Regions from separate parts of the Sus scrofa genome. Here regions 1, 2 and 4 are each linked to region 3. Evidence: chromatin contacts called from public Hi-C, HiChIP or PLAC-seq and promoter capture Hi-C data. All regions are on one chromosome and are shown on one strand. Each heading gives the region's core, a stretch centred on a gene start, on an enhancer-like site or on the middle of the called end of the contact. The rest is flanking DNA. Distances are from core to core; before and after follow the strand shown.

Region 1 (4,911 bases), core at 344-2,843, 1.5 Mb after region 3:
ACTTGAATAAATATCCCCCACAGTTCATTGCTGCCGCTCACGCCGCGGAGGGGAAATGTCGGCCATGTTGATCGCAGCGCCGCCGCCGCCGCCGCCGCCGCCGCCGCTGGGTCGGGCTGGGGAGGGGACGGCGGTGGCCCGGCGACTCCGCGCCGCGCCAGGACGCTCCGGAGCGGGGGAGGGGGTGGGAGCCCGCAGGGGAAAGGACCTCAGCGCCTGGAGCACAGCGGGTGGGGGAGGGGAGCATAATGAAGGGTGAATGGGGGGGCGGGGAGGGCGAGAGAGGAAGGAACAGGGAAGGGAAGGGGGAGGGCGAGGGCTGTTACCTTGATAGCATAGGGCGGCTCTTCGAAAGTGACCAGCATATACCTGTCTCCTCTGCTGGCAGGGTCCCGGGCACGGAGCTGCGGGAGAGCGGGTGGGGGACGGGAGGTGGAACAGGGCGGGCGAGAGAGAAGCACAGAGGCGAGGTTACCAGGCGGAGAAGGGGAGCCAGCGGCCCCGCCGCCCCCCACAGTACCGCACACGCCGCGGCCACCCCTCCACGCCGCCCTACACACACAGATCGGCCCCCACACACCGCCCGGGGCCGGAGCCCGGGCCCGGGCCGAGCCCGGCTCGCAGCGCCTGCCCGCCCGCCCGCGCGGTGGGGGAGGGGGTCCCCGAGCCCGGCAGCTCCCGCAGTCAGGTCCCCGACACCTCCGCCTCGCCGCCCCCGGCCGCCCTCCCCCACCCCTGCCGCCCGCGGGCCGCCGGGCCGGGGTCGCCGCCCGGGCTCGGTCAGTCGGTACCTTCATGAAGGTCTCTACCGCGCCTTTGGCCGTGTCCAGGTAGGTGGTGCCCAGATGGCTGCGCTGGTTCATAGAGGCAGACGTGTCTATCAGGAACAGTAAGATGGGCATAGTGCTGGCCGGGGACACCGGGGCCCGAGGTGGTGGAGAAAGAGATGATAGAGGTGGAGGCGCCGGTGGCGGCGGCGGCGACCGCCGCTACGCGGGGCGGGGGAGCGCGGCCCCCGGGAGGAAAACACCGTCTGGGTCTTTCCTCCGGCTGCGGGGAGTTTCTCCCCCGATAGTTGAGAGGAAACTCCCCAGACCCAGTCCTCCCCTTCGTACCCCCGCCTCCGCCTCCTCCTGCCTGCCTGCCCGCAGGGGCGGGCGCCCGGCCGTCTGTCTGTCGGTGCGTCCCCCCCGCCTCGGGGGTCCCGTCCCCGCTCCCGGCCCCTGTGTGTGTCCCAGCGGGAGACGGGCCTGGCTCCCTACCCCACCCCCGGTGCAGGGAGTGGGGACCTGGGAGCTGGCGACGAGGGGAGTGGGCTGAGGGGAGATTGGCCCTGGGGCTGTTGGGAGAAGTTTCAGGGACTCCCTCCGCACCCCGGCGGTGTCACCACTTTCTCAGCCCCTCTCGCTACTGAAGCGCTTTTCTCTCTCACACTCCGGTTTTAACTCGGGCAGGGGCTGCAGAAGCTCCGCCTTCTGACACGTCCTCGAGCCACGTGATGCACCGCCCCACTGTTCTATTGGCTGGTCCCTAGCTTCTTATTAGCATATTCAAACAGCCCAGGGGCGGGGGAAGCTTGGAGGCCGGCTCCGGGAACAGTTACGGAGCACGCGCGGAGGCGGGGCGTCGGGTGCGCGCGAGAGCGAGCGCGAGAGGCGAGCAGGAGGGCCGGTGACGCGGAGGCGGGCTCCGGGAAGGGGCGGGGATGGACCGCGGAAGGACCGCGGGATCAGGGCGGGGGCCGCGTCAGCGCGCTCTAGGCGGCTGCCGCTGTGCGTCTGCGCATCAGGGCTGGCGGCCTCTCCTTGGCTGTTGGAGGTGATAGGGGTCGGGGAAAGGGAGATGGAGACTGGTCTGAGCGCCCATCTGGAGGTCGCTGTAGCGAGCCCCTTCCCGGGTGCGCGAATGAGGAGGGGATGAGTAAAGCAATCAAACGCCTGGTTAGGAGTCGGGAGCAGGCCCGCGGTCGTCGGAGGAGGTTCCATGGGCCTCGGAGGGCCGGCCCCAGCGCGGGCGGGCCCGGGGCGGGGGAGGGGAAGTGAGAGGTTGTTTATGACCAGGGACTAATCTCCTTCGCAAGTCACACCGCTCCCACTGGGGAGTGGGGACGTGGGGCCAGCTTCGCCCCCAGTGTCGCTTGGCCTTGGGCAGTTATCGAGGGTGGGGGCCGGACCTGGCCAGGAGCCCTCTTGTAGAAGGACCCACCAAAAAGGGAACAACCCGTTTTTTCTTAACTCAGCCCTAAAAAGGGCAGGCGGTAGGAAGACTCAAATATCGATACAGAGTTTATTGCCCTTTTTATACTCGGGGAAAAATAAACCGTCCTGCCCAAAGAAATAACCTCTCTCAAGCCATTTTTACTTAGGGCCATCTAAAAGAGACCTTAGTAAACCATAATCCATTACTTATTTTTAAATGAACTGACTTCAGCTTGCCTAGGTGACACACAGAGTGGATTCCTCCAGTGCTCTTTGCTTTCACTATGTGCTATCTCAGACTCATCTAAATACTACATGAGAGAAGACTTTTCTCTGTAAAAACCAGCCCCTGTTAGCATTCCTGATGACTTAATGAATCCTCGCCAAAGTGTCCGAGGAAGTTTCCTCAAATATACTTGTTGAAAACTTGAGGACATTCAATAAAAGTTGAATTAGGGACATATGATCTTTATAATACCATGTAGAAATTAAGAAGGCCTCTCCTACTAACCTTGCATTTTGATTTTTTTGTTTATCCTGAAATTTTAATTATTTACCTACTAGTCATTCAAAAAAATTGTTCCTGTTACTATGAACACAGAGCAGACATATTTTGTGGCACTTTTAAAATTTTTGAATTTTATAACTTGGACTTTCCCTAATATTTAAGACAACTTCTGAACTTTTTAAAATTTATAGTAGAGCTATTTCCGTAATATAGTAGGGTTTGTTCTGTGCATGTGTACCACAGAAGAGTGAAACCTTTTTAAGAGATTTGGACTATGAAATAAGATGGAATACAGACCTTATATCCAATATTTGCTAAGGACTGGTGGAGTTAAAAAATGATTAAAGTATTGTTCCTGCCTTCAAAGAGCTTATGGTTTTTCTAGAAAAAAAATATTGCCTACATGTTATTAGCTACTCCAGGGCAGAAAGTGATTAGATACTAAATAATTCAGAAAAGAGGAAATTTTATTTCCCTGGAGTAATGAAAGAACATTTTCCAGGGTCAGTGTGTTTAAGTGGTGCCTTACAGAAGTGTTTCTCAAACTGGGATCCTAGACCTGGAGATAACAATTAGAGTTCTTTGATACCTAAAATTTTAGTTTTCACTTTAATGACAACGTACAAATTGTTTTATTATTTATAAAGAAAAATACTCTTAAAAGTGATAGTTTGCAGCATTCCCTCATGGCTCAATGGGTTAAGGACCCAGAGTCACTGCTATAGCTCTGGTTATAGCTGCAGCACAGGGTTTGATCCCTGGCCTGGGAACCTGTGCGTGCCAGGGGCACTGCCAAAAAAAAAAAAAAAAAAAAAAGTGATAATTTGCAACTGAAAGAGATTTTCATAGAATTGGTCTTCAGGTTTCTCTAGCTTCATCTATCAGTGCTTTTCAAACTGTGGTCTCTAGACCCTTGCCTGTCAGAAAATATATTCTCTAGAATTGTAAGAATTTCTTTTATGTTACAGGTTTGAGAAACACTGCTTTAAAAGACTGGTAGGATTTGGATTTGTGGGTAAAGGAAAAGAAGCTGCTATTTAAAAATCCTTCTAGACATTGAAAATGTAGTAAAGAAAGGAAGTTAGCACAGCATGGCTAATGGCTTCCTGGGGAACAATCAAGTTCAGCTAGGCTGGAGCACCAGGTACATGAAGAATAGAATAAGATCCAGAAAGTCAGGTCTAGATGGTAGAGGGCCTTTATTCCATATAAATTAGAGTTTTTAGTTACAGTGCTGAGTACAAAGCAGTGTTGGAAGGGAATCAAACTAGACGAATGAAGTAGATGAGCATGCATTAATAATGACCTTACCTATTGCAGAGATTTGAAATCATTTCCAATGGAGCCATCATGGTCATTCTTCCCTGACTCCGTGGAACTGGCAGATTGTGGCCCTAAGTCAAAAATGGAGGTGTATGGTACAGCCAGGATTAGATGCAAAGATGAGGAGAACCAAGTCCAAGGAACCAACGTGGCGCATATAACCCGATCCTATGCTTAGGATGGCACCTGAGATCAAAGGCCAAGTTTGCAATTCAGAGCTCAGAAAGGCTCAAAGGCAAAGCCCCCAAGACAGAACAGGAAAGAAATCAGGACATATATATGCAGCAAATCCAAGAGGCAATCAGAAACCAGGAAGCATTGACAAGTGGTCCCTAGACAAAAATTGTGAAATAGGCCAAGTTTATTCTTAGTGACTCTGGTTGACAATTAAGCTATTAGTTGATGGCTTAAAGCAGTGGTTTTGGGCCAGGAGGTGACCATCAGCTTTACCAATAGAGCTTAAAAATAATAATCCCCAAACCCAGAGGAAAGTGACACAGTAGAACTGAGATGGGCCCTAGACATCTCATTTTTTTTTTTTTTAAGTGCAGGAGAATCTTAAATAATGCTGATTAAGAACAATATGCTCAGTAGTTCCCATTGGGCCTCAGTAGAAACAAACCCGACTAGTATCCATGAAGATACAGGTTCAATCTCTGGCCTCACTCAGTGGGTTGAGGATCTGGCATTGCTGTGAGCTGTGGTGTAGATCACAGATGTGGCTCAGATCCAGCTTTGCTGTGACTGGCGTAGGCCAGCAGCTGTAGCTCCCTGTCGACCTCTAGCCTGGGAACTATCATATGCTGCACCTGTGCCCCTAAAAAGCAAAAGAGGGGAAAAAAAAAAAAAAAAAAACCTATATGCTCAGAGTATGAGAAAAAT
Region 2 (4,786 bases), core at 916-3,415, 1.6 Mb after region 3:
TGGGTAGAAGTAAGTACTATGAAGAAAATAGATCCGGTTAACATGGCAGTGAGTGTTACAAAGAGGCGGGGTACAGTTGGGAGGGTAAGACTCTTTAAGGAGCTAACACTGGAGCTGAAGCCTGAGTGGAGAGAATAAAGTTGGCAAGAGGTGAACACAGTTGGTGCAAAGGCCACCAGCAGGAAGGAGGTTGTTATTTCTGGGGAATTCCAAGCCAGGGCTTGGAAAGCACTGAACAGAAGAGATGAGGTTGGAGAGGCATTTTATCCCAAGTGCAATGGTACGCCATGGATGCATTTTAAGCAGAGAGCAACTGATCTGGTTTTTATTGTTAAAACAAAATCCCTCCGGCTGCTGTGATAAAAACGGATTGTATACGGGTTCAAGAGAAGAAACAGAGAAAGCACTTAGGCTACCGTGGTAGTAGAGGCCAGAGATTATGACGACTTGAACTGGGGCTGATGATATAAGTGGGAAAGTTCAAAACATACTTTGGAGGTGGAGCTGATAGGACTGGTTAATGGTTTGGACAGGAATTGTGAAGAAAAGAGAAGAATCAGGGATGACTCCCAGGAACTTAGGTTTGAACAACTGGGTGAATGATGCAGTAGATTTAAAGATACTGTTTGGGAATGTCTGGAACACCTATTCATGCTTACGTGACAAAGCGGAGTAGTATGAGATATATGAGTCTGGTGTTTGGAAATATGGTCAGGGGAGAGATAATATGGGAGTCAGGAGCATATGGATGGTATTTAAAACCACTGTGGGAGGCTGAAGAATGTCCCCCCAAATATGTCCATGTCCTAATTCCTGGCAGCTATTATGTATGAAGGCACTTCAAATCTGTTATTCGTGTTATTATACTCCACTTACTGGACAGGGAGCTGGAGGCTCAGAGAAATGGAATACCTTGTTCTAGGTTGCAAAGCTGGAAAATACCTCAATCTCCCTTTCAAGGGCCTTACAGAATGTCTATGGAGACAGGAAGTGGTAAAGAACTGTGCTCTGTGCTTTGAGACAGGCCCTTTGCAGTCTACCCCCTTGGCTGCCAAAAACCTGCCTAATAAAATGCATTTCTGCAAGGCCTGTCTCATTCTTTGTCCAGCTCTGGCATATTATTTTCCTCACCTCCACTGCCTTTGCCAGCCCAATCACACCACACAGACTATGACTGCTCCTCAGCTGGTTGTTAACTCTGGGAGGGCGAGTGGGATTATCACACAGTCAAGGACCCCATATGCCAGGCCCTCTGCCAGGCACCTAACATTCATTCAATAACCACAGTAACCCCACCCATTGTCTCTGGAGCAAGCAAGAAAGGCTGGATTACCGAGCAACGGGAGGAAGTCAGAACCAGCATTGGGCGGGCCTGAGTTCATGTTTGGGGGTGCTATAGCCCTACCATGAAGCTATGGTAAACCTGGACTAGTAACTTCGTCATCTAAGAAAACGTTGAGGTTGCCACTACAGATCATCTCTAAGCTCCCTCAGTGTGAGATTTTCTTCTTTCCCCACTTCCGGCGCTCCACTATCGGGGGCAGTGGTAGGGGCGTAGCGATCATCTGCCCCGCTGAAGGCTGCCCTTCAGTTCCTTGTCTTAGAGGCCAGTCCTGGCCGTGACTTGGTCAATAGCCAGGGAGCCAGCTGGGCTCCCCAGGCCAGGAGCAGTGACAAGTGGGCGATTCCAGAACAAGGAAGAAAAGGCTCGTAACCACTACAACGCCCAGGAATCCAACTCTGTGGCCCTGGGCTGGGGCATACCGAGAGCTGTAAACCCCGCTTCGTTAAGGCCGCGCAGGAGAGGTAACTCGTACGCATGCCTAGTTACGTCCCAACCAGCTCAGCTCCTTTCCTTCCTGCAGGCTTCTTCTCTTTCCGGCCTCGCCCAGGCGCGCTTTTCCCCGCCCCACCCCCGCCCCCTTTTCAGGGATTTCGAAGTGGGCGGACCCACTGGCAAGCGCGTTCACGGGAGATTAAAGAGGGAGGGGACTGGGTGTGGGTGTGGAAGGTGGCGAGGAGGCCGCAGAGCACGGAAAGCGCATGCGTCCTGGAGGCGGTGCCGCAAGGCTTCGAGAAGGGCGGAGGGGAGGAGCGGAAATGGGCTGGTGGGTTGACGCACGCGCACTGGGCCGCTAGCGCCCCGCCTCCCTTTTCAGTTTCTCCTCCTCCTCCACCACCACCCTTCCGGAAGTGTAGCCGCCCTCGCGCCCACCAGCGGCCACCTCCTGAGCAGGCCCCGCCCCTAAGGCCCGCCCCCCAAATCTCCGCCCCCTCCGCCAGTGGTGGCGCCGGGTTGCAGCGCCGGTCGTGGCGGTTTCGGTGCCCGAAGCCGGGAGCGCGGAGTCGTTCCCGGGAGCGGCGGCCAGGCTATGATCGTGGGTCCCCGGCGTCCCGCTCCGGCTACCCAGAGTCGGTGTCTCACCCTGTGTCCGTACCCGAGCGTTCTCTTCAGCCCAGTCCCGCGGCGCGGTTGGCGGCGGCGCCCACGGCGCGCCCCCTCCTCCGATGGCGGCAGAGATTCAGCCCAAGCCGCTGACCCGCAAGCCGATCCTGCTGCAGCGGGTCGAGGGGTCCCAGGAGGTGGTGAATATGGCCGTGATCGTGCCCAAGGAGGAGGGCGTCATCAGCGTCTCAGAGGACAGGTACGAACCTCTGTCTCTTGGTCGAGAGGAGGGGCGGGACGGGCCGGCCGACCCGAGCCCGCTTCGAGGGCTGTGCCTCCACGTCGGCGCGAGTGTAGAGCGCTCTCCCAAGTTTTTATTATAATATGCATCCTGGTGGTGCCGGTGTCCATCGGCGTCTCGCCGCCGCTGCGCGGCTCGCGGTAGCGGAGCCCGGACAGCGGCGTGTTGTCTGGCCTTGCCGGGGCCGAGTGGCGCCTGCCCGGGCCAGGGCGGCCCTTGGACTAACGGTGCTCTGGCCACTGGACCTTGGTCCAGCCCTGAGGATGGGAGAGGGAGGAGCTGCCCGGTCCTGCAGGTGTGTGCGTGGGGAGGATGCTCCGAGCAGCTTCTGCGAGATAAGGGTTTTTGAGAACTCTGGTGCAGTTCTTAAGGCTCTAGAGTGAGGAAAGCAAGCGCCACTCCCTTCTGCCAGACATCTTACACTGAATTCAATGAATGCTGTAAGTTCTGAAGAGTATTTGGGCTTCCGCCCAAAGGGAGAGGTACCTTTTCTGCTTTGTCCTCCCTTATCTCTTCAAGCTCAAGGGGAAGCTCCTAGAACTTTCAGGGAACCACTGCTGCAAATAGCTTTCGAGTTCCTTCCCTTTGCTTGCTTCCTTTCATTTGCCTAATTTTGCTTAATTTGCAGAAGTGGAGCCAGTTGTTCTGCCTTTAGTATTCTCCCTTGTTTTTCAGACTGCGTTTTTGCTTTAACTTAATGTCCTTTAATAATGCAGATATTACACAGATGAAGCTAGTTTCCAGAGGAATGATGCTGGAATATAGTAGTTAAGGTTCTGATCTGGAATTGTTGCTTTGATAATATCAACTAGCATTCTAAAAAAATTCTAAAATTCTGAATTCTAAAATCTAAATTCTAAAAAATGTCACATTGTAGAGGTATATGACAAGGGGCTTTAACCTTAAAATAGTAGTTAGGCTTTCTTAATGTAAGTTTGATTTATACTGAGGTAGAAAATATTTTTTTTTAGTGACTTGTAAAATTGCAGGCAGAGGTAAAGCGACAAAGTGTTCATTATTGTCTTTATAATTTCATCAGTTTGCATACAGATGTGCAGAATGTGCCTGATAGGTCTGCTCATATCATAGGTTCATCAGTATAACTAGGATGAATATATTAATAATATTTTTGTCTACCTCACCCTTCATACAAATGGCCAAATGGTGCCTGATTCACTTCTTATGCAGATCCAGTGGAAAGCATTGTAAACATACACCACTGGCAAGCAGTCTGCCAAGGACTAGAAATTCACCGATGCGGTGGAATACATGGATGTAGACACCCTTTGAAATTCACAGAGAAGGCTCCTGAGTGTTGAATTTTTCCATGGAGACAAAATTCTACTTAAAGAGGTTGCTTCTGGACCTACTAGAAAGTCTTTGTCACAGAATTGTGTGTGTGTGTGTTTAAAGAGTGTATTGATAGATATCACTGTTCCTGTAACTAGTAGAGATGAAACTGCTCAACCTAACTGCTATAGGAAATTCATAAGTAAGTTTGTTAAATTAAGTACGAGAGGAAGCAAAGTAGGTAAACCTAAGCTCTTTTAAGACTACTTTAGAAACTTTCTGCTTTGGTTGATGGTTTGGGGGTAGAGATTAGTTTTCACATATATTTTTAAAGAGTTCAGAGGGATTTTGGAAGTTATTTGCTGTAACAGCTTCGTTTTATGGATGAGAAATTTAGGTCAGGGAATTTACCTGCCCAAGTTTGTGTAGCTGGTGGTGTGGTCCAGGCCTCGCTCCTAAGTCTTCTACTTCCCAATTCACTGTGTTTATCCTGAAAAACAGCTTTGGTGGAGCTCATTTCAGAGTATTTGGAGAAGCTGCAGTAGCATATATGAAAGAAACTGAGAGATGTTTCATTTGATTATAGGACAAAAGAAATGCAATGTTTAGCTATATATTATGCTTAATTTTCACTTTCCTAGTTTTCAATGTAAGTAATAGAAAACATTTTATTGTGCAGTTACTGTTAAATAAGTCCAGGATTATTCTTTATGTATACTTTATTATTACTCAAGTCAACACGTCTGTCTGTGTAGGTCATACATACAGTCACACATGAAAAAAAACTGTTATTTAGAGCTCCGTTTCGA
Region 3 (4,238 bases), core at 582-3,081:
GAGTAGATTGTAGTAATTCAGGATTTTGGCAGTAGAGACAGAAAAGAACTAAAGCTGATCATAAGCTCCAGGAACTATGCGTGTTGCCAGCATCTAAAACAATGCCTGCCATCTGAGAGTCATCCAATAAATATCAGTTGAGCGAATGAATAAATGGAATGGAAACATTTTCTCAGGGAAATTATAGGATTTGAACATCTGTCTATAAACGATGATGAATAAGTAATAATTTAAAGAGATATACACATACATTTACATGTATTTATGTATTACGCTGCTGCATTAAATTTAGGAGACATAAGGATTAAAATTAAACACCCCTGGAGTTTCCATCGTGGGGCAGTGGAAACGAATCTGACTAGGAACCATGAGGTTTCAGGTTTGATCCCTGGCCTTGCTCAGTGGGTTAAGGATCCCACATGGCGGTGAGCTGTGGTATAGGTCACAAATGGGGCTCAGAACCTGCATTGCTGTGGCTGAGGCATAGGCCAGCAGCTACAGCTCTGATTAGACCCCTAGCCTGGGAACCTCCATATGCTTCAGGTGCGGCCCTACAAAAAGACAAAAAAAAAAAAAAAAAATTAAATTAAATACCCCAATAAAAAGCAGTATATAATTACATTTGTGGTTTAGTTCATGCTATAGAAATATAATGGGAAGAGTGTCTCTAGAATTATAAAGAATCTAGGCAGGAGAGGGTTTTGCTATAAATATTAAGAAATCCCTTTCTTACTTTAATGTACTGTCCTTTAGCCAAAGAGAAATGTGGGAAAAACTGAAAGTGCATATATATATATTTAGAAGAGAATAATCCACAAAAAGATAGTACTCTGAAATACTTAGTGGGAATCTCTCCTTCTAGAACCATACTCCAGAAACATGAAACTACATGGGACAGTCTAAGAACAGAAACAATAATAAGGTTGTGAAAGAGGCTACAGAGGGGAGAGGAAGAATGTGAGAGAAGCTATATGTTCATGCGAAATTGGAAGGAAAAACATACATGAGAAGAAGCAAAGTGCTGTTTTATTTTTGCAACAGCCTGAATTGTTGGCAACAGACCAGTCAGATGAAATTACAACACCGCTAAGCGTGACTAAGGAGGAGTCAGACAATGGGAGGTTTTAGTTGAAGTGACACGGTCTGACATGAGCTGTGACTTGAAGCTTCTGCAACTTGCCCTGTTTTGACATTAGTAGGTGAGAGGAAAATAATTTTCAATAAAACAACCGATAAATGATGGGCTAAGAGAAAGCTGCCTGGGCAGAAGGAGCCGAAATCAGCTAAAGCATTCTGAAAATGTATTGGATTTGACTGGAGCTCGCCCGTGGGACACCGTAGGAGGGGCACCACAGTACTATCGCTCCCCACGCCTGGGAACTTGTGCCGAGTCTCAGGATGCGACAGCTCGGAGGAGATTCCGGTGAGAACGGGTAGGTCCACCCACACACCATCTCCACTAGGCGAGGGCAGACAACACTGCGTAGCCTTGAACACAGAACCGGGCCGAAGTGGAGGCGGCCTGTGTCTGGAGGAGATCCGCCAGACCCGGCCGAGGGCAGCGTCGCAGGGCGAGGGCAGGGGGCGGGGCCCGGCGGGGCCCGGCCGCGCGTGGTGCTCGCGACCCCCGACTGACCCCGACCCGCACCGCCCGACTCGGGGTGGGCCGTTGGGTCACGGGAAGGGAGGGCCCTTACCCATGTGTTGCGTGTCCAGCTGCACGGCCGGCATCTCTTTCAGAGGGATGTGGCCCGTCCCGCCATCTCTGCAGCACCGCAGGCAGCAGAACACCGAGGAGGCCATGTCTCAGGGACCGCCGACGACACCGCGACCCACCGCCCCTAGACCGCGGCGACTCCCGCCCCTACCCCTCCGCTCCGCCTCCTGCCCCCGCCCGAGCGCCGGAGGGAGTCTGTGGGGCGCAGAGGCTGGTACAGCGACGCCCCTGGCGGGGAGGGTGCAGCGCAGTCTGAGGCGAAGCCTGCCTGGGCGGAAGATACCGAGGATCGGCCGGCGGGCGGGGCTGGGGGCGGGGCGGGGCAGAGGGCGTGGCGGCCGGGCGGTGAACCGCGTGCGCCTGCGCGGAAAGGTTTTTCCCTTTTGTGCCGCCCCGCTTATGTAGGTATTTCTGTACTGACCCGGGCTCGAGCTGACTTGCGTTCTCATTTAGCTCAGGTGTCCTTGGATGCTGTAGTTTAAAAACTGCCCCCCACTTCGACATTATTTTAGGCATTAGTTGGCAGTGGCAAATTTGCCTGGGGGAGTGGGAGCTGATTTAAAACAGCCCGAAGATGTCCTCCCTCCACGCCCAGGACTGAGAGAACTTCGCCTTCGCGAAGAGCCTCTGGCCCCCTCTCACCGCCCCCCGCCGTGGCTGGTTTCTGGAGAATTTTCTCAAATCATGAACAGACGCACAGGGCCCAGGAGTAATGGCTGTTAGTAATTGCACAGTGGCTATGCATCCAGGGCTCTTGAGTCGACTCCCCTGCTGCATTTTAGGTGCAGAGACGAGTTTCCCGTTGAGGGGCGTACTGGAGGCCACCCCGGGAGGGGACTCCCTGGGGCAGGGCTGGAGGGCGATTCTTGACCTGTCTCTTCCAAATTCAGCGGCATGGATAATGGGTTCTAATGAGTGTAATGGGAACCCCTGAGTCAGCGGTTCAGGGGAAGGACTGAGTTCCTACAGCCTGTTGTTTCCTGTTTCCATGTAGGAGCCTCCCGTTTGGGAGCACCAGTCATCTGGTGCACTACTTAGATCATCCGCATCCTGATCCATTTTCCATCTTCAGATACCACTTGTCGCCTGGAGAAAGTCTGGGACGACCTCTAGAATTAATCTGGCTTAAACCTCTGTTGTCAAATAAGGTTCCATCTGAAGACTTCCCCAGGATTCAAGCCCTGGGAGACCTGACGCAAAATGCCCCCTCAGTATGTAATGGGTTCTTCGACATAACTTCTTAGTGACAAATATCTTTTATGGTGAATTTTTCCCTTCAGAATGGGAGAATTTTTTTTCAAGGTCCTGAGTTTCTTGGATGTTTATACAAACGGTGTTTTCATTACAATACTTATGAAAATCTCAAAGATTTGTACTTTGAGGTTTATTTATCATAGGATTAATACCAGAGGTGATTGCTGAAGCCCTCACTGCCTATAAAGTACTTTCCTGGTGATCATTTTACACATGAAATTTTCTTTTGCTGAAAAACTTGACCATTTGGAGAAGTGTTAGTGTCCTAGTTTTTCCCTTTGGGAAGGAGTGGGGAGTTGAATGTTGCAGAGACAAAAATTTTCTGCATATCTGTGAGGTAGGCACTCTTTCTTACACACACTCACCGAATTCTTGAAAAGTTTGAGAGTAAATATTGTCCCTGTGTAAGTGAAGAGATGGGCTTGAAGGGATTAAATAATTTGTGTAGCCTCAAATGACTAGGAAATAAACAAGGTAGGATTCAAAACCCATGACTCTGACGGAGTCTGTATTTGCTCCACCAGATCATGCTGCTTCTCAAATTCTAAAGTTCTAACTCTTGCAATTAATGCTATAATCCTTTTAAATGTGCTCTTAGTTCAAAATACAGATTTGTACTTAATTTCTGTATGTTTTGTTAATCTCCAAATTAACCATAAACTTCCATAACTCATGTATAAGCAATAAAGTAAAATAAAATTTGTTGTTATAAGGTAAAATATTTTATTCACAAACATTATAAAAGTAATACGTGTGTTAAATATATAATAAATGTAAGTGTATTGGATTTGACTGGAGCTCAGGCCAATCAAGTTAGTCACATGTTCAATGAAAAGCCAGGCTGTTAGATGGCTGTGAACTGGCCTTTACTGTAGAGGCAGAATTGCCTGTAGTCTTGCTTGGTTAGAAAACTATTTGCTGGGGCACTGCCCAGTGCACTTTGCCCACAGTGTAGCAATTCAAGTGTACTCAGCAGTATGAAGCAAGCAAAACCGGTTAGGCCCAGAAACAGACTTCCCTGCCTTGGCAGATGAATGCCATCCGAAAACTCACAGACCTTACTCCTTCTTATAGCTGGGATTCTATTATCCTTTCATTATTGTTTTCAAAGAAATAAGCCTTTCTTTTTGAAAAGCACAATGTTAGAGATGTTTTGACAGTCTTTCACAGCTATCGCTTTAAATAACCATCACAAATAAAGCCTAAAAAAGTTTCCCAATAGTTAGTTAGAAGGTCATTTATCTAAGTCAAAAGCAATAACAGAAAA
Region 4 (4,348 bases), core at 127-2,626, 1.1 Mb after region 3:
AGAAGCCCAGGTATCTGCCGAAGCCTGTCCTGTAGAGATGGGGCGGCCCCCGGGGAAATCAGAGCCGATCCTCATTCACCAAGGGAGTGAACAGGAAGGCTGCCCTTCCCACCCTGGCCGAGGGCTCGGGACCTGCTACCAGGCGCATCCCCAAGGCTGACCCTGAAGGTCTCCCGGAGGGGCCACCCGCACGGAGCCCGCAGACCTGGAGCCAGAAGACCTCTGAGCATCTGGGAGGCGGCCCTCGCTACCTTCGGTGGGAGGAGGCTTGGAGGGCGAGCACAGCCTCATCACGTCGGTCCCTGGGGCTTGCGGGCCCTTCCTCCTCCTGCCTCGCACGGCAGATGCGGAAACTCCCTGGGCTCCTCCCCCACGCAGCTCGTCCTCACTGAGGTGGGCACAGGCTCTGGAGGAAGCTGCCAGCCCTGGATCGGCTCAGGTGCGAGGCCAGGACGCCTGAGCCATGAAGGCTTCGGCCAAGTCGTTCCTCCTTTCGAGGGAGAGACTGTTGGTCACCGACCTGCGTGAGGGCACCGAGACGACGAGCCCCGAGGGTGTGGGCTGGGCTCCCCGAAGACCCGTCAAGGCCCTGGAGCACTCCCAGAACCTGAACTTGACCTCGAGGACACCCCTGGGATCCTGCTGGAGGATGGCCTCGTAGATGAGAGATCTTTTTAATTCTTCAATTAACCCTATTGGAGGCAGTCCAGGAAAGGCCTGTCTGGACCTGAGCCTGACTACAGAACGTTATAAAGCGAAATTCCCTGGTGCCTTGAAGCCTTATCCTCCCCCTCCCCCATCTCGGCTCCATTTCAGGCTCTGGAAGCCTCTTTGCTAGAGGCCCAGCTCCCGAGGGCTGGGATCAGAGGCCAGCCACTAGCCACGTCTAGTGAATGTTGCCTGCAGTTGTGCCAACAGACATACCAGCTCTAATGTAAAACCACTGTCTCCAAATCAAGGGGTTAGGTAAGCCCTCCGGGCTGCAGTGCTCTGCGGAGGTACTGGGCCGCCACAGGGGTGTGACTCATGGGCAAGGCAGCATCTCTCGGAGGCAGAGGCGGTCCCCCGCCGCGAATTCCCCAACAGCTGACAGCCCTTCTGAAAGTACAAAGCGCCTTTGTCTTTGCATCCCCAGCCTCCAGCACTTAGAGAAAATCTCCAGACACGGTGAACTGGGCACTACTTTGCTGCCCCCATCAGATCCCTCTTCTGTCTTGCCCCCCACCCCCACCCCAACCCCAGCATCTCCCTGGAGAAAGCCCTCCTTCCTCCCCACCCACTGAGCTCCCCGTCTGTTAGCTCCCGTCTTATTTGCGCTGCCCTTTCCACGGACAGACCTAATACTCAAGAGGCTGGGGCTTGTTGAAACTCCCTGTGACACAGAGATTGTGCTTCTTCTTGAGAGCCGGCCTCTCTCTCTGCTGTTTCTGTGTGGAAGGAACATGTGTTCAGGAGAAGGAGCAAAAAAAAAAAAAAATTGCTCTGGAATAGGTGATTTCCATAATTATGCTTCCCAAGCCTTGTGCCACCATTCAGCTGACAGCCTCCTTTCTCCCCTGCCAAGCGGGCTTGCTCTGGCTCGCTCTTACAGCACCCCCCACCCCCAAACCGGCCCCCACCCCTGCTTTTGCAAACGCACCCGTACGCTCACACTTCACAATAAGTAAATGGTTAAAAAAAAAAAAAAATCTCCATTTTCTTTCTCATGCAGCAGATGGCAGGTCTCAGGAACTTGGTGGAAATGAGGCTTTCTGATTTTCTAATAAATTTCGGCATCTCGCACAAAAAGCACAAGCTCATTTTGATTCTGATGTTAAGTACCATATGGCATCTCATTCGCGAGCTGTGGCAGCTTCGTCCTCGGGGTAACAAGGAAGGGGGGATCTTTCCTAGAACAAGGGCTTGAGCTGGTAGGGACCAATTGGATTCCTCGGTGAATGCCATTTGATAATAATATTGTATATGGCAATGGAGCAATTATCTCTCTTTCATGGTATGTGTTAATTTTCGCTGCCAGTTTTCCTAATTACCACTGCCACCCAAAGGACGACTTTCTGTAAATACTCTGTAAACATTTGAAAAGACATAGGCCGCGTGAGCACCAAGACAAACGTCCTTGGATTTTGAAACTGTCTGGAAAATTGGCTGACGTTTTATATGTTTTTCCACTGCGCAGACAGCCTGCTGAGAACGTGCAGTATGTGGAAACTCCCTCCTTCTCTTCCGTGCCATGAGGGGCCTCCTTCCTGAGGTTTGGGTTCTGAGGGCCATTTCTCACGGCTACCTCCTCTTTTTTGGGGAGGGGGGCTTGCAGCGTGAAGCCGCTTGATGCGGGATATGAGTTCCCCCAAACCAGGGTTTGAACCTGGGCTGCAGCAGTTTCAGTGCCGAATCCTAACCATTAGACCACCAGGGAACTCCCTCTCTACTACTTCTTTTGATCTTCAGTGGGCAGGTCCATGACCTTCGACAAAGGTCTGCAGCTCTGTAACCCCATGGAAAAGAGAGAACATCTCCATTACGACAGAAGGTTCCTCTGCGCCCCTTCTCTGCCCACCCTACCGCCCCCAACCAATGCTATTCCCATGACGTGCGCTAGAGATTAGTTTTGCTCGCTCTTGAACTTCATATGAGTTGAATTGGAGAGGATGTTTCTCTTCCGTGTCTGGCTTCGGAGCGTTTGACTCCTGTTTGGTGCATGAAGAGTTCGGGGCTCACCCCCACGTTAGACGTGGGCCTGTGACGACGCAGCCTCATTCGAGGCGCCGTCAAGGATACATCCTGAGATCCCACAAGGCAGCCTTTCGTCTCTTGTGGTCTGTGTCCGATGTGCAGTGAGAACCTCATGTGACGAGGGGGGCAGGAGTCTCAGAGGAAGGTTCCTGGGGTCCGTCTCTATAGATTGAGGAAAGAAATGGGGGGGTATGTGCCAGGATCCAGTATCTGGAAAGAAAACTTTCTCTGATAAAACCCAACTGCTACTAGTTTTATTTGCTTGCTTTTGAACTCCTGGGACCATAGTGGCCATACTCTGGGTGGGAGCCCCAGGCTACCTCGGCTCCCTACCAGGGCCACCAAGAGGGATGTGGCCAAACCCCTAGCCTCCCAGAGACCCTTTGAATAAAAAATGTCCCCCACCAGGGGCCTGCCCAGTACCTGAAATTCTCATCACTTTTGGCTCCAGCTTTGAAAACTCTGCCAAAATGAAAACAGCATGTATTTCCCGGGCTAAGGGAATCAGCTAGTATGCACTGGGCTTTCAAAGAGGCAAAGAGCCACAGAAGAGAGAAACTGATGGGCGTGCATCTGAGAGATGTGTCAATACAGTCCCAGGGGCCAAGCACCTTTCGGAGAGGCAAGCTCGCGGGAGATGGAGGCGGAGGCCCTGAGCGCCAGAGGCGATGAGGTTCAGCTTTACTCGGTGAAGGGGTGGTGCCCTGACGGCTGGCCCTTCACCCTTGCTGGGAAAATACCTCACTGAAAGGAGGCGGCTTAGATCAAAATGGCTTGGCTCGAGGCAGCGCTGTGTGCATGTAGGTCTCATTCAAGCCTGTTTTCATGATTTGGACTTTAGTCCAGGGAAACAACAGGATCACGCACTAGTAAGAATCCTCAGGAAAAAATGTCCAGAAAACAAATCCGTTGATCTTCCAAATGATCGGTCCGGGCTGGCTGTACTCTGTCATGCTAGCTGTGACAATAACAGCTCACTGCCACCAAGCCTGGCACCAGGCACTGTCGGACGGACCACACGAAAGGACGGCTCTTGCGGGTCAGAGATGGCTGGAGAGCGGTCATTTCATTTGGTTCCACTGAACACGAAGGCATCCTCACCGCAATCCTCAAACGTGGGATTGGGAAGATGACACCACCGAGGCACAGAGAAGTTCAGGCTCCCCAAATAGTCGCTAGTAGAGCTGGTATTGAAACTCAGCCTCCAAGGAAAAATGAAAACAATGAGCAATAACCCCGCTCTCTTTTCTGGAAGAAGCTTAGGCCCATCTTGGAGTCAGGTGATGTTAGTTTTAATTTCTTTTTCCAGCAAAGTCAAGACGCCGCCTCATTCAGGCCCGCTTTCTCTCACGCATCACGCTCGCTGGTACATGACGTTTTACTTAGTATGTGGAATTGGGGCAACGTTGTGGGGGGAAAAGAACTGGAAAATGGGCTCTGAATGTGGAACGCTGGGTCTTTTGAGTTCAAACCAGAGCCTTCCCCTTCGGTGGGAGACCCCCGCTGCTCCCCGAGACCCCTTGCTCGCTGGCAATGTTATGAGCGCCGCTCAGAGAGAGGACGCATCTCCTCCCCCTTTTCCTTTGAATTTCAAGCCTTCTCTGAGCCAGAAAGG

What was found. Promoter capture Hi-C pulls out the DNA fragments that hold promoters and counts their contacts. Hi-C and Micro-C count contacts between places; a contact is called where the count stands out from the background. HiChIP or PLAC-seq counts read pairs in DNA pulled down with a chosen protein or histone mark.
Region 1: a contact with region 3 is called in a Hi-C map of liver, with 9 times the contacts expected there. The contact joins the promoter of INTS6 here to the promoter of SPRYD7 in region 3. A contact is called at or near these places in 1 of 5 promoter capture datasets (fetal liver) and 1 of 47 Hi-C or Micro-C datasets (liver).
Region 2: an H3K27ac HiChIP or PLAC-seq map of alveolar macrophages shows a contact between it and region 3. The contact joins the promoter of WDFY2 here to the promoter of SPRYD7 in region 3. A contact is called at or near these places in 1 of 5 promoter capture datasets (liver) and 1 of 2 datasets of contacts at active chromatin or transcription factors (alveolar macrophages).
Region 4: a promoter capture Hi-C map of fetal liver shows a contact between it and region 3, with 5 times the contacts expected there. The contact joins the enhancer-like site here to the promoter of SPRYD7 in region 3. A contact is called at or near these places in 3 of 5 promoter capture datasets (fetal liver, fetal skeletal muscle and liver) and 14 of 47 Hi-C or Micro-C datasets (embryonic fibroblasts, epiblast stem cells, fetal heart ventricle and 10 more).

What each region holds. Positions count from the first base shown.
Region 1 is chr11:16,371,958-16,376,868 of Sscrofa11.1, reverse strand. It overlaps INTS6 (integrator complex subunit 6), which reads right to left and starts at 1,593. Exons shown (of 19, transcript XM_021065287.1): 1 at 792-1,593; 2 at 327-404. The coding sequence starts at 902.
Region 2 is chr11:16,269,892-16,274,677 of Sscrofa11.1, reverse strand. WDFY2 (WD repeat and FYVE domain-containing protein 2) reads left to right here and starts at 2,165. Exons shown (of 12, transcript XM_021065301.1): 1 at 2,165-2,645. The coding sequence starts at 2,509.
Region 3 is chr11:17,846,604-17,850,841 of Sscrofa11.1, reverse strand. SPRYD7 (SPRY domain containing 7) reads right to left here and starts at 1,831. Exons shown (of 5, transcript NM_001243529.1): 1 at 1,698-1,831. The coding sequence starts at 1,803. TRIM13 (E3 ubiquitin-protein ligase TRIM13) reads left to right here and starts at 837. Exons shown (of 4, transcript XR_002336667.1): 1 at 837-1,433.
Region 4 is chr11:16,744,964-16,749,311 of Sscrofa11.1, reverse strand. It overlaps LOC110255806 (a long non-coding RNA gene), which reads right to left. Exons shown (of 3, transcript XR_002336661.1): 1 at 1-4,348. Among named protein-coding and RNA genes, the nearest start is that of FAM124A, 89 kb to the right of the region's middle. Within about 2 kb of position 1,376, at least 18 of the 83 cell types and tissues checked have an H3K27ac peak or open chromatin away from gene starts, as enhancers often do. A contact at or near this core is called in embryonic fibroblasts and fetal liver, where this site is marked.